2 separate regions of the Rattus norvegicus genome follow, and region 1 is linked to region 2. Evidence: chromatin contacts called from public Hi-C data. All regions are on one chromosome and are shown on one strand. The core of a region is the stretch at or near the end of the contact, and the rest is flanking DNA. Distances in the headings are between cores, read along the strand shown.

Region 1 (6,562 bases), core at 835-3,334, 340 kb after region 2:
ACAGTGTCTCATTGCACACCCTCCAAGTGCTGAGACTACAGACCCGTGTGGTCACATCAGACTAATTGATACATGTTTGAATGTGCAGTAAATGTGTGTGCGCCTGTGCCTGTGTGACGTGAGGGCCAGAGATCAACGCCAGCTGTCTCTATCAGCCGCCATCTTGTTTTCTAAGACATGGTCTCTCACTGAAACTGAAGCTTACCAGAACGGCTACCTGCAAGCTCCCAGCTACCCAGGTTTTACATGAGTGCTAGGAGTCTGAACTCAGGTCCTCATGCTGGGCACCAAGCATTTCACCCACTGAGCCACTGCCCCAGCCACCAAGGACAACCTTAACGATGGCCCAGATTTTTAAAAAAAACATTTTAGGGGTTGGGGATTTAGCTCAGTGGTAGAGCACTTGCCTAGCAAGCGCAAGGCCCTGGGTTCGGTCCCCAGCTCCGAAAAAAAGAATAAAAAAAATTTTTTTAAAAATACAATGTATGTAGGCACATCCATGCTACTGTGCACATGTGGAAGTCAGACCATAAACTGCTGGTTGGTTCTCTCCTTCTACCCTTTCGGTTCTGGTGACAGAACACAGGTCATCAAACTCTGCCGCAGGTGACTTTGCCTGCTGAACCATCTCTGATGGACCACTTTTATTAAAATGATCACAATTAGTCAGTGAGATGGCTCGGTGGGTAAAGGCACCTGTCACTAAGTTGGACAACCTGACTTTGCTCTATGGGCCCCGTGTGGCGGAAGGAAAGAATCAACACCTGCAATTTGTCCCCATGACACAGTGTCATGGCTCTTACCAACACACACACATAAATGAATGTGTTTTTTAAAAAAAAATTGTAATGATCATAAGTAAAAACATGTCAATAACAAATTTGTTTAAACAAAAATAAAAGCACCCGTCTTCAACCACAGCGAAGTTACTGGAAATGAGAGTCACCTGATGCAGTTCCAGTGCCTCTGAGGCGATATCTGCTTTCTTTTAGAGCAATTGGGAGTGAAGAGGGACTGACAATGCTATGCACAAGATGTAGGAGTCTGTGATCATGGCGATGGTGCTACTGTGAGAATGCTACAAAGGCACACAGAGCACACAGAGCACACAGAGCACAGGAAATTTTAACTGGAGGCAGGCTTCTGTGCATCCCAGACAAAGATTTGGAGGATCTGAAGGAAGGCTTCCCTCTTCTGACTTAAACCCGCTGGACATAAAGTGAGATTGAGATATAACTATCAAGAAAGAATACAAAAAAAAGGATGAAAAGTTTTCTGCATGCCCGTTTCCAGCCCCAAAGAACCATCTCCTACTCTTTTTTTCAATAAAACCTGCTGTGGCTGAAGAAAGTCTCTCTAAATTCGGCGGACTCAGTCCATTTAACATTGTAATGGCCTGACTGTATTTTGAGAAACAGACTTCACTGAGTATCAAGGCTCTTCCCACGCTTGCTAAGTTAATATCTCTCCTTCTGAGCCATAACAGTAGGGAAAATTATTCTATTCTTCAAACACGTGTCACTCAAGACGAGGTATCTGAGCCATCGTTAGGTTCGGCACTCTGCAACCAACTAGTCACATAACTAGCCATCCCAACGTCTTAACAATAACATATAAACATCTATTCAGTTTTCATTATCTAACTAGGAAATGATGAAACAAAATTAGCTTGAAACCATTTTATTCTTCTAGGCAGCCAACAGGCCTGCAAGGATGCTACTGTGGACTTCTGCAGGGCTGGGGGCAGCGGCGGGGTTTATTATACTAGCCCCGGCCGGCCTGCAGGAGAGACAACCGGAGGCTCGAAGAGTGAGGTGGCTTGCTAGCCTCAGACTGCAGGGCGGCTGGAAAGTGACAGTGGCGGACCTTGCTGCAGCCGGTTCGGGTGAGGAGTGGCAAGAGGACAGCCGTCTCACCTGCGGCTCGCAGAGCTTGGCGCCATAGGAGGAGGGCGGCTCAGGCTGGCGCTCCGGCTTCTGCTCGAACACCGAATCCTCAAATTCGCCGCCCAGCACCCAGCATCCGGTCTCCATCGCGCGAGCGTGAAACCGGGCCTCGAAACGAGGCTATGCCTAGAGCGACGCCCATCACCCAGCCTCCAAACCGCGCGACGGCAGCCAGGCACCGAGACTAAGTAGAGTCTAGAGCGGCACCGGCGCGCGACCAACACGGAAGCGGTGCGTTGTCTGCCGGAGCGTTGCATTCTGGGAGTGGTAGTCTTTCAGCGGCTGCGCAAACTGGATTTCGTGATGGATCAGAAATTCTTACTTGACTCCAGGGCCACCTGAACCTCCCAACAAAGGTTTTGACTTCTCTGTGTCAGAAGCTGGATAGAGTACTTTTTCCCTGAATACCTCGAAAAGTCGGGGTCTGTGGGGTTAACTTCGTAAGTACCAGTCCACTGACAGTATTCTCATCCCCATTTTATTTTGCATTTTACTTCTTCATTTTCTTTCCCAATAATAACTGCGAGAAGAGCACAGTTATTCCTGTTTTATAAAATTGTGCTTGAAGAAGTGGGGTAACTTGTTCAAAAGCCCAGAGTCTCTGAAGAAGAGACCAGAACTATTTATGCATTTATAAAAAAAACTAGACGTAGAAATTTAAAGGCTTAATCAAGACTAGCAGAATAATTTTGAGACTTTTCAAGTAATGTTTTAACTCTAGAAAGTAAAGGTCATGGACAAAACACTGGCTTTGTTATACAGCACTAATTAGAAGCTGGTAATTAAGCTTTTCATTTTTCCTCACACTTGCTCCTCTTCCACCAGTTGTTTCTTGGGTTTTTTCTTCTGCTCTATTTTCTACTCTACGATTCATACAGGGCAACCTAAACCACCTCCCCACGTTTCAAAATTTATCTGCTCATGACTCACTCACAAAATGTGGAACCTAGCTGTGGATTAAGTAGCCTCACTGGAAGACACCAGCCTGGGAGCCTCCAGGCAGTAGCTGTTGTGGGATTCACCCAGGGGAAGTCCATTTTTAATATTTGGGGGTTTTGTTTTGTCATCAGAAATGCAATACTTATTGAAAAAATTAGGATATTATAGAAAAGTATAAAAAATCCATGCTATCACCAAGAAAAAATTATGTCCTAAGAAGGAATATATTTGCCCTAATTCCAGTACGCTCTGTCTTAGCAGGCAGCAGCACAGCACAGTACTGAAGGACTGCGAGAGCCACACGCATCTGGCTTTGTGATCCTTGGTTCACTAGCTGTGCAACCCAGTATATGAGATGGGTATTGATTAAAATAAGGCACATGAAGCTTGCAAGGTGAAGGGGGCAACGTGGGGCTATTCAAAATCAGCTCCGGGAGCAGAGTAAGAGCAGAGCAAAGGCAGGCAAGGGGGAGGACTTCTAGCTTTTTCTTTATGAAAGATATTTGGTCCCCGAATTTCCTCCCTCCTGCTCTGAGGCCTGCTAGCTCTAGCCTCCTGCCTGACAGCTGAGCTGGAGCATGTGCTAAAATGGCAGCAGGTTGTTTTAGCGCTGCATGTGGGTAAGTGGGCGTTCTTTGCCCTTTGGACTCAAGATTCCTGGGCTCGGTCGTTTCCAACCTTTTGCCAAAAGAGCCTCCTTGCTTACTTTACTCCCACAATCATGGCGTATTTGTCTACAAAGAGAAATTATTGAGTAATAATTGCTTCCCTTTCGTTTGAAAAGTTGAGCCTAAATCTTACATAACAACCAAGCCAGGCTTGTCCCCAGCTTGCGTCTAACAGCATTGCCTCCTGTGCTAGAACTCCAGCTGAAAGTGAGAATGTAGCTATTAGGACCCCAGGAAGCATGATGGATAGCAAACTGTAGTTAGAATTAGGACCTTTAAAAAAATCCCCTATTGCAGTTGAGGGCCTGGGAATCAGAGCGGCAAAGCACAGCCTCACTTAATAAGCCTCAAGACCGTAAACCAATAAAGTGAGAGGGCTTTAGACACTGAAACAGTTAAATTTACTCTGTAAGCGTAGAAATTACAGGTATTAGGGCAGTGGTTCTCACTTGCCTGATGCTGAAGCCCTTTAATACATTTCCTCATGCTGTGGCGACCCCAATCATAAAATTATTAATATAATTTTGCTACTGTTATGAACTGTAATGTAAATATTTTTGGAGATACAGATTTGCCAAAGGTTGTTACCCACAGGTTGAGAACCACTGTGTTAAAAGGATTTCTGCAACTATCAAACTGAGTGGTTGTGATTTTTAAATGGTTGCGATTTTTAAAAATCTGTTTCTATAGCTCGAAAGCTATAAAAATCATAATTTTTATTGAGGTGCCCATTTGAGTTGCCCATCACAAGGCAGCAGCCACCTTCTCAGGCAACATTTCTTGCTGCTGCTCCCCCATTGTGACATTCCCACACACTGTAGACAGCGGTAAGGAGGTTAGAGACTGTCTTCTTCAGGCGTGTAAACCTAGCTCCCAGATAGGCCTTGGCCAGAGCAGCTTAATCAATGCCTGTTCAATGGATGGGTGATTGTAAAGGACTGGCATCCAGAAAGGTAAGCAGAGTACTTTCCAGCCATGGCTCGCACATTGGTGTCCTGCCTGTGATCTGGGGACAGTAGAGCCAATGTAGCCAATGTTTCCCTGTGAAAGTGTCTCCCCAGGGGAGACCATGAGCCTACCCTCCCTGCAGCCCATGACCTTAAATGAACCCTGCTCCCTAGCCAGTCTGCCCTCAGTTTCTCCCTCCTCTTTTTTTTTTTTTTTTTTTTTGGTTCTTCTTTTCGGAGCTGGGGACCGAACCCAGGGCCTTGAGCTTCCTAGGTAAGCGCTCTACCACTGAGCTAAATCCCCAGCCCCTCTCCCTCCTCTTGTAATCCCCCTTGTCCTGACCAAGTACCACTTATCAGGAAGCCACCATATCCCCCGTGTCTTTTATCTATCTGACTGAGTCCCAGAATTCTTTGCTTTTTTTTTTCTTTTTTTCGGCAGAATTCTTTGCTAACCTCCCCTCCCCTTAACCTGGTTCCCATGGCTCTAGGTTCACACACCACCATGTCCAGGACACTTTGCATTTCCAGAGGCTGGGGTTGAGGCTAAATATTTTTAGGGGTGTCTAATGTTCATGTGTCAGTCACAGTAGACCATGAGCTCATTTAAACCTGGACTGGGTCACTCACCTCTATGTGAGCAGTGTCTGGCATCCAGTCATCCCTGACTGCTGCTGAGTGAATTAATCTAAAATAGGCTTGCCACACCATATTCATTCGTGGATTCTCTGCCTCATTCTGTGTGTCTGAGGGCCAGTGCATGCAGCTCTGTGCTCATGTAGAGAACACACTAAAGTAGGGAAGACAGACGGTAAACATGGACACCATCGGGTTACTTAGTTACATATTTTGATACTGTGTTGCTGTCAAGGTTTGAACGTGAGATGTATCCCACAGCCCATCCTTTAAATGCTCAGTCCCCAGCTTGTCTGGGAGGCTCCAGAGCCTTTAGGAAGTTGGGACTGACTGGAGGAAGTAGTCCACTGAGGCAGGCCCCTCAACAGTGTATCTGCTTTAGATCCCTGCCCAACCTTTGCTCCCTGATCTCTTAAGATGTGAAAAAAGACTCCATATGTACAACAATGCCAAGCAACCAGAGCTTCCAGGGACTAAGCCCCTACCCAAAGACTATACATGGACTGACCCTGGACTCTGACCTCATAGGTAGCAATGAATATCCTAGTAAGAGCACCAGTGGAAGGGGAAGCCCTGGGTCCTGCTAAGACTGAACCCCCAGTGAACTAGACTGGTGGGGGGAGGGCGGCAATGGGGGGAGGGTTGGGAGGGGAACACCCATAAGGAAGGGGAGGGGGGAGGGGGATGTTTGCCCGGATACCGGGAAAGGGAATAACACTTGAAATGTATATAAGAAATACTCAAGTTAATAAAAAAAAAAAATAGAAAAAAAAAAAAGATGTGAAAAACACATCCAGCCCAACTCTCAGACATGTATGGTATAATGCTGCCCTTGCCACAACAAACTGAAATCCCTCTGGGACCATGAGCCCAAATAACATATTGCTCCCTTGTTACTTGTTCTGCTTCACAGTGACCAGAAAGTAACTCAGTGACCAGAAAGTAACTAACAAGCTGGATGGGCAATGCGGAGTTACTAATCTAAAAGTGCCCTCTGTCATCCATGAAACCAAGTGATTCTCCTTTGAGCTACCTTGTTGGCTCTATAGAGATGTATAAATATTTTTTCCACTTTTCCATCTTCTTTCTTTAAAATTAAAAAAATACATTGATCTATTTATCTGAGTGGGGAGCAAATGCCACAGTGCACACATATAGCAATCAGAAGACAACTTACATTGTTAGTTCCTCCTTCTACCTCATGGCTCAAACGCAGGTAATCTGGCTTAGTTGCCAATGCTTTAATCCAATAAGCTGTCTTGCTGGCTTTTCTGTATGTTTCTTTTGCTAAAATCTGTCCCTTCTACTCTGGCATGAGTGCTATCCCATTAGTAGTCATGAGTAATTTGCCAACATACATTTCTCATACTCTGCAGTTTTTAATAGTTGTTCATTGATTCAACTAAAATCTGTATTTATCTGCTTT
Region 2 (6,815 bases), core at 535-3,034:
GTTCATCGCCAATAGCCACCCCGCATCACACTGCCACCTGTTGCTGTCCTGGCGCCCCGAGCGGAGTCGCAAGCGGCCGCTAGAGTTCGTTCTAATTCCCCGGAGCAGAGCTGGCTGGGAAGCCCCGACGCGACGCGCCTGCTAATCCGCAGAGTGGGAGGCAACTCCACAGTATTCAAGCCCCATGCCCTCTCTTTTCTCCGGTAACTCCTAGTGTCAAATCTGGGTCCCAGAGTTAGCCCCTCTCGTCCACGGTGGGCTCCACCTCGCTCATACCCAACAAATTCCGAAGCGCCCCAGAGCCTGTGACAGGGTCCCCGAGAGCAAGAATGCGCGACGCAAGCAGGTTGCTAGGTCAGTCATCTTTTCTCGGTTGCTCCCTTAGAGCATTTTATTTAACCTTGCGCGATCGCTGGAGCACAGCAGCAGGGTCTCTATTTCACGGTTCACAAGGCTGCAGAGGAAGGGCAGACAACACACACACACACACACACACACACACACACACACACACACACACACACACACACACACACGAGCGGATGGAGGCCCCATTTGGAGACCCCACTCTCCGGGAACGCGGCTGTCCCAGCTCCGAAAATGACCCGTCTCGCTTCCGAGGGACTCCTGTGTGCGCGCTGCAGGCGTGTGCATTTTTCCGAATCTGAGAATCCCTGCGAACTCGGGCCACATAAGTTTAAGTCACCCCCAGGGTGTCTTTGTTTGTTTATGGGCTTGGAGGGAAAAAGTTTGAAGATCTTTAACCAGACTGAGCTCAGACGCAAGCGGAAATCCCCAACAAAAGTGATCTAACTTCAAGTGGTTATGTAAGTGGGGCGCCTTCTTCCTCGCCCTATTCCCAAACCCTCTCATTACTATTCCGGGAGTAAAACGCATCTCGATTTAAAAAAGAAAAAAAGTTTTAAGAATGTTATTATTTCCTTGCGCCGGAAAGCGGGCGAAAACGCAGGCAGAGCCCAAGGCGCGTGACGACCCCACCCGCGTCCTGCCCCCACGCACTGCAGGAGGACCTGGAGTCCCGGGTGTAGCTGGCGCAGAGCAAGCCCTAGCGCCCTGCCGTCTTACGGTCCGCCACTCCACGTGGTGAGGATCAACAGTTTGTTGAGCTCATCAGTGACACCTTGAACTTTTCATAAAGAAAATGGGTATTGCACCGAGAGGGTTTGGCCGTGGCCGCGCGCCGGGTCGTGCTCAAGATTCAGGGATCTCGATTGCGCCTCCCCCACCTCTTCCCGCAAAAAATTCCAATGAGTCCGTTACTGGACTCAGACTTTTAAGTTCATTTACTACACCCCCCACTTGGCCACTCATCTGAGCCTTTAGGGGCAGCCTCCCCCCACCAGCAGCTCCCTCCTAAAAATGACATTTTGCCGGCGTCTGCGGAGGGGCCTGAATTTCACTTTGTAACTTTCTGCGGAACCCGAGCCCGGGTGGCAGCTCCGGTGGTGGTATCGTATGCAAATACGCATGCTGACGTTACAGATCATGTGGGTTTTGGCGTAGATTCCCCACTGATCGAGGCATTTTCCCCCTTTTTTTTTCTTTTTTCTTTTCTTTTTTTTTTCTTTTTCTTTTCTTTTTTTTTCTTTTAAATTTTTCAATCAACCGTTCTCCTTACGGGGGCTTTTTTCTGTCTGTCTTTCTGTCTATCTGTCTGTCTGCCAGACTGGCTTTTCCCCCCCACCACCACCTCTTTCCCACGGAGCCCGAGTCGGGCGCCGGGTGGGGAGTGGGGAGTGGGTGGGGGGAGCCAGCAGAGTTCCATTTTGGAACGCCCGTGCCTCGTCTCCGCGTTCCCAGCCCGGGTCCCCGCGTTCGCAGCCCCGGCGCAGGTAAGAAACTTCGCCCCGGCGCGGAGCACCCGCAGCGGGCACCGCCAGCCCGGAGCCCGACACGCCAGGCGCCCGCCACTCCAGCCCAACTTTCCCACCGCCGCCGCAGCTCCCGAAAATGTGTTGTTAATGGGACTTGGCCGGGTTAGGGATGGGGTTGCGCGGGAGGGGGGTGTGCAGGCTTTTTTTTTTTTTTTTTCTTTTTCTTTTTTTTTTTTTTTTTTTGCGGGTGGGAGGAAATCCGCGGTTTCAGGGAGGGGGGACGGAGATTTTTTTTTTAATGAAATAGTTTTGATTACAAGTTTGGATAAATGGAAGCCAGACCGAGGAGGAGGAGGAAAAACATGTCTACGTTTCCCTATGTCGACATAAGCCACAAAAAAATATGGCGTCCGCTTTCGACAGGGCGTTACGTAGACCCGACTCTGTTTTTTATTTATTTATTTTGTGGCCGGCTTCCTGCCTTCTTGGCCAAACTGCGGCGCTTTGTGCGAAACGGGCAGGTCCCGCGGGGACTCCACCGGGACGTGGCCCCGTCTCGGCGCTTTTCGGCAGCCTGGGGGCTCCGTGTGGCTGCTCCCCTCCCTCCCCCGCTCTCCCCTCTGCTCTCCTCTCCTGGTGACGATTCGCCGTAATGTGGTGGCAGGAAGCATGACGCCGTGTTGAGGCTGCCTCTCCTCGCGTCGCTCCCGGTGGCTGCAGGCGGCCGGCGCGCGGCGCGGGCGGCGGGCGAGGGACCTGCGGGCAGGGCCTGAGCGCGGCGCTGTGCCCACGCCCCGCTCAGGTGCGCGGGGAGGGTGATGCGGGGGGCGCGCGGACCCCGGGAGCCCTGATGTCCCTGGCCTGCCGGGACCAGCCTGAGCCCGGGTCTCCCGCCTGAGTGGCCGTGGCGTTTTTCAGTCTGCCCCACAAGAGGTTAAGCATTGCTGGCGTTGGAGCGTCTTTGTGGCTTCCCCCAGGACTTGGGATCCTGAGCTTTGCAAACTTGCCCTTTCCCTAGCTGCTTTGCAGGAGGCGATGAAGACCAAGAAGCTCGGAAAGTTGGAAAACAGGAGCATCACAGGAACGTCCTTTTGGCCCCCTAGTTATGCTGAGCTCAGGGGTGGTGGAGGAGGACGAGGAGAGCCTACCCAACAGGGTGGGTGGGGGAGACCTGTCGCGGTAGCCAAGTCGTGATTTGCCCAGACTTCCACCTGATTGATTAGCTTCAAAGCCAGTGGGGTCTCTGTGTTCTTCTGTTCCGCGAAGGCCTTTTGTTGGGGGCGGGGAGGAGGAGGGAGCACCCCTCCCTCTTCAGAGTCACTGCTCAGCTGGGGCCCCAGGCATCATAGTTCTTTAAAGCCCAGAGTTCTCCATTTGCTGCTCTCTGAAGATCTCATTCTTTCTGGAAGTGAACAGCTCCTCAAATCTCAGGCCAGCTCCGTGTTGAAGCAGGACTTAGGGGACAGGAATGCCTCCCTGTGACCCCAAAGCACTTGGACTTCCCACAACAAGCCTCTTAAACACACACTCTCTCATGCTGGCAGCTCCAAGAGTAGAGCAGAAATTAATGCCACGGAAGTGCAGAGGGTGAGAGTCTGAGCGCTCATGGAGGCTTAAGTCAAAAGGTGATTTTCTGTTTCTGAGGGCCTCCAGTTTAAGCGGTTCAGACCCAGGGCAGTAATGTCAAAACGCATTTGGATGGCGGCCAAGAGGAATAAATATCTTGTTAAATGACCTGTTTGATAGTAAAAATAGACTAATGGGGCCGTCCAGTGGTTCAGTGGGACCAACATAAAGGTTTAAGTTTAAAGTGAAAGTTACATAAAACTGGTTACACTTGTTCTTTTAAGGTCAGGGGGAAAAAATCTAAGAATAAGATTTTTAAAATGTGTCCCTGAGAATAATCAGGCCTGTGGTTTGTGGAACTATTGTTACTGTTTAAAACAAAAATCTCCACTCCACCACTGTTCTGTGAACTTGTACCTTACTTTTTAGCAGCGTTTGATGTCATCTAAGGATCCACCTTAGCAGATAATGTACTTGAGGGGAAAATCCAGAAGGCCAACGTTTTAGGATAAATCGGTGACTCATCATTTAATGATGGGGGTGGGGGAGTGAATACACTGAAAACATCGGAGTCCCAAGTTGAAAACAGAGGATCCAGAGGATCTTGATTTGTCCAGTGGTGATCACATCCCAGTGCATCAGGCCTTGTTGGTTATGAGGACGTTGTCCCTTTAATGACACTGAGTTGGGGGGGGGGGGGAGTGTTGTTGTTGTTTGGTAAGTGTTTCCAGTACTTGCTGTCACAGTATCTAGGCTTGCTGATGTTTAGCAGGCTTTATCATGCAATCACCACCATTATCCCACAAGCCAACCATTAGCCTCATCTTCAGATTCTGGTTGAGGAAGGCTCACAGAGGCAAAGAAAGCTTGGCCAGCACACAGGGACGAAATGTAGAGTTTGTAATGGAGGACACCATAGCATCCATCTCTGATGCAAGGAGGTTGTTACAGTGACAAAGCACAGGGTCAAGTGCAGGCAGAACTGAGAGCAATGGCTACTGCCCTAGTCTCCACTCAGGGATTGATTCATCTGGATTTCATCTGTTTCTTCGTTTATTTGGCGACTAAGGGTTGATGCATTTGTTCATGCAGCAACTACGCTGTCCCGGATACTAATAAGAGCCCACAGTCATTAAACACTTTTATAGACCAGACATTATCCTAAGTGCTTATTATTACACTATTTTGTCTTCATGACAACCAGGAGATATAGAGGCTCCCGTTCTCTGCAGACGAAGAAGCACAGACCCAGAGAGGTCAACCCACTTGTCCTACACCAAACAGCTCATGAGTCCCGTGTCAGCACCCGCAGCATGGGTGCCCCTCTGCTGTGATACAGTGCACTGCACCAGACATTGTGGGGATGCTGGGGGGCCCGAGCCCCTGGGCACAGCACAAAGCACTGCTCCACACTAATGGAGATGCTGGTGGGATAAAGACCCCCTACCCTCTAGGAGTTTGAACAGACAGTAGGAGTGCTCATTAGGCCCAATCAAGCAGAATTAAGTAAGTGCTATAATTGAGAAAAGCAGCCATTGTGGATGCACAGGGAGGGTGTGATTGTGCTACTCAGAGGGCCTCATGGGGGACTCTCCTGGAGGGCATGGCATCTAAACTGACCCGTGAATGGGAAAGAACAATGCCCGGGTGAGGTTGCAGAGGATAGCATTGATCCAGCTGCGAGCCAAGCCGCCTCGTGACATTTATTTTTTTGTGGGGACAGGATGCTGCCTCAGCTGTATCATTGGGAGCCCAAACTGTGCCTTTTTGTTGTGTCACCCTTAGCATGTGGGTCTTAGGCCTTAGGTTTAAGAAGGGGAGTGCGCACTGTCTCCAGGCCTCTACCAGAGCGATGGTGTGTGGTGACCCAAATGTACCAGGGAGAGATTGATCAAGTGTTCCTAGTCAGGCACCTTACTGCGGTGAACTTGATGGAGTTTGGCTTACAGGGCAGAAAGGGTGAGTAGCTGTTGATTTAGCAGGTAGAATGTCTGAATTCTCAGATAGGAAGTGGAAAGAAGGTATGGGGGAGGGGCTGGAAGCTGACTGCAGCCTAAGAAATGGAGAAAGGGGTGCAGAATGTACAGGAGAAATGATGTCAGGTCTGCTGTAGAGGTGGCTAGTTAGCCTTTACTCTGTAGGTGCCAGGAGCCATGGCAGGCTTCTGAGTAGGGATCGTCATGTGTCTAAGGAAGGTAGGAGAAAGGCTGCAGCAATTGACCTGGTACCCACCAACCTGCTTGGTTCTTGACCCAGAATGAGATCAAGGACATTTTCAGACAGGGGTCAATGTTGTCTCGGGGGGAAAAAAAGAGTACAATGGAGATGAAAGGGGGAAGGAGAGAGAGTCATGAGATCCTGCCAGTAAGAATCTAAAATCAAGCCCTTGTACTGAAGAGAGGACCAGGAGAGTTCATAGATTTTCCTGGCTAGACAGTGTAGCTGAATTAGTGAGCTCTGGGTTCAGTGAGAGACTGTGTCGCAAAAACTAAAGTGGAGAGTGATCGAGGTCAGTATGCAATATTGCTCTCCACCCTGTGTGTGACTGACCACACACACACACACACACACACACACACACACACACACACACACACCACCCCCCAAAGCCAGAAGTCCAAACTTATTTTGAGGCACTTCAGCTATCCCAGGAGGTATGTGTCTCTTTTCATGGTGATTCCATGCACATACGGGGCAGAGGCAGCTGGAGTGAGGCCTTACCAGCCAAGGACTTCGTAGTCTTCTTCCTGACCTTTTGGGATTCTGGGTCCTATCCTCAGCTCTACCTCTCGCCAGCAGAATCACCTTGGCCTTGTCTGTACTCTGCATTGCTTTAAATCAATAAGATGCCATGAGTGGGCTTCAGAGCTGTGTCAGTTCCCTCACGCAGGACTCCTCCAGCAGGAGCCAAGCTCTCTGATTCTCTGTGCTTGAACCCTATTGCTTGAACACAGTCGCCTGCCTCTGAACCTTCAGTGTTTTGTTTGTTTGGGTTTTTTGTTTGGTTGGTTGTTTGGTTGTTTGGTTGTTTGGTTGTTTGGTTGTTTGGTTGTGTTTGATTTGGGTTTTGTCTTGAAACAGAACCACTTGTAGCTGCCACATGGATTATTGTGAAGCTTAAAAAGTTTAGTCAAGGGCTCAGCACCACATCTGACACGTTATCAGATTCAGCAAACCAACCCCACCACCATCCTGGTCACTGCTGCCACCTCCAAGGAGTGGGCTTGTGCGTAACGTGCTTAGTGTTAACCATCCACCAGGGACACTGCCTGTCCTCAGGGACACTGCCTGTCCTCAACTCATAGTGTCCTCCTCTTCTCGAACACAGGCACTCAGCCTATGGCAAATCACAACAGTGGAAATCTAAAGGAGAGCCTGGTGCCAATCATGGGCACAACTCATGCAGAATCATGG

The links. Hi-C and Micro-C count contacts between places; a contact is called where the count stands out from the background.
Region 1: a contact with region 2 is called in a Hi-C map of the A7r5 cell line, with 2.5 times the contacts expected there. The contact joins the promoter of C7h8orf76 here to the promoter of Zhx2 in region 2. A contact is called at or near these places in 6 of 12 Hi-C or Micro-C datasets (the A7r5 cell line, Schwann cells, frontal cortex and 3 more) and 1 of 1 datasets of contacts at active chromatin or transcription factors (oligodendrocytes).

The regions. Positions count from the first base shown.
Region 1 is chr7:91,457,200-91,463,761 of GRCr8, forward strand. It overlaps C7h8orf76 (similar to human chromosome 8 open reading frame 76), which reads right to left and starts at 2,085. Exons shown (of 6, transcript NM_001025007.1): 1 at 1,917-2,085. The coding sequence starts at 2,033.
Region 2 is chr7:91,114,703-91,121,517 of GRCr8, forward strand. Zhx2 (zinc fingers and homeoboxes 2) reads left to right here and starts at 1,785. Exons shown (of 3, transcript NM_001271056.1): 1 at 1,785-1,853.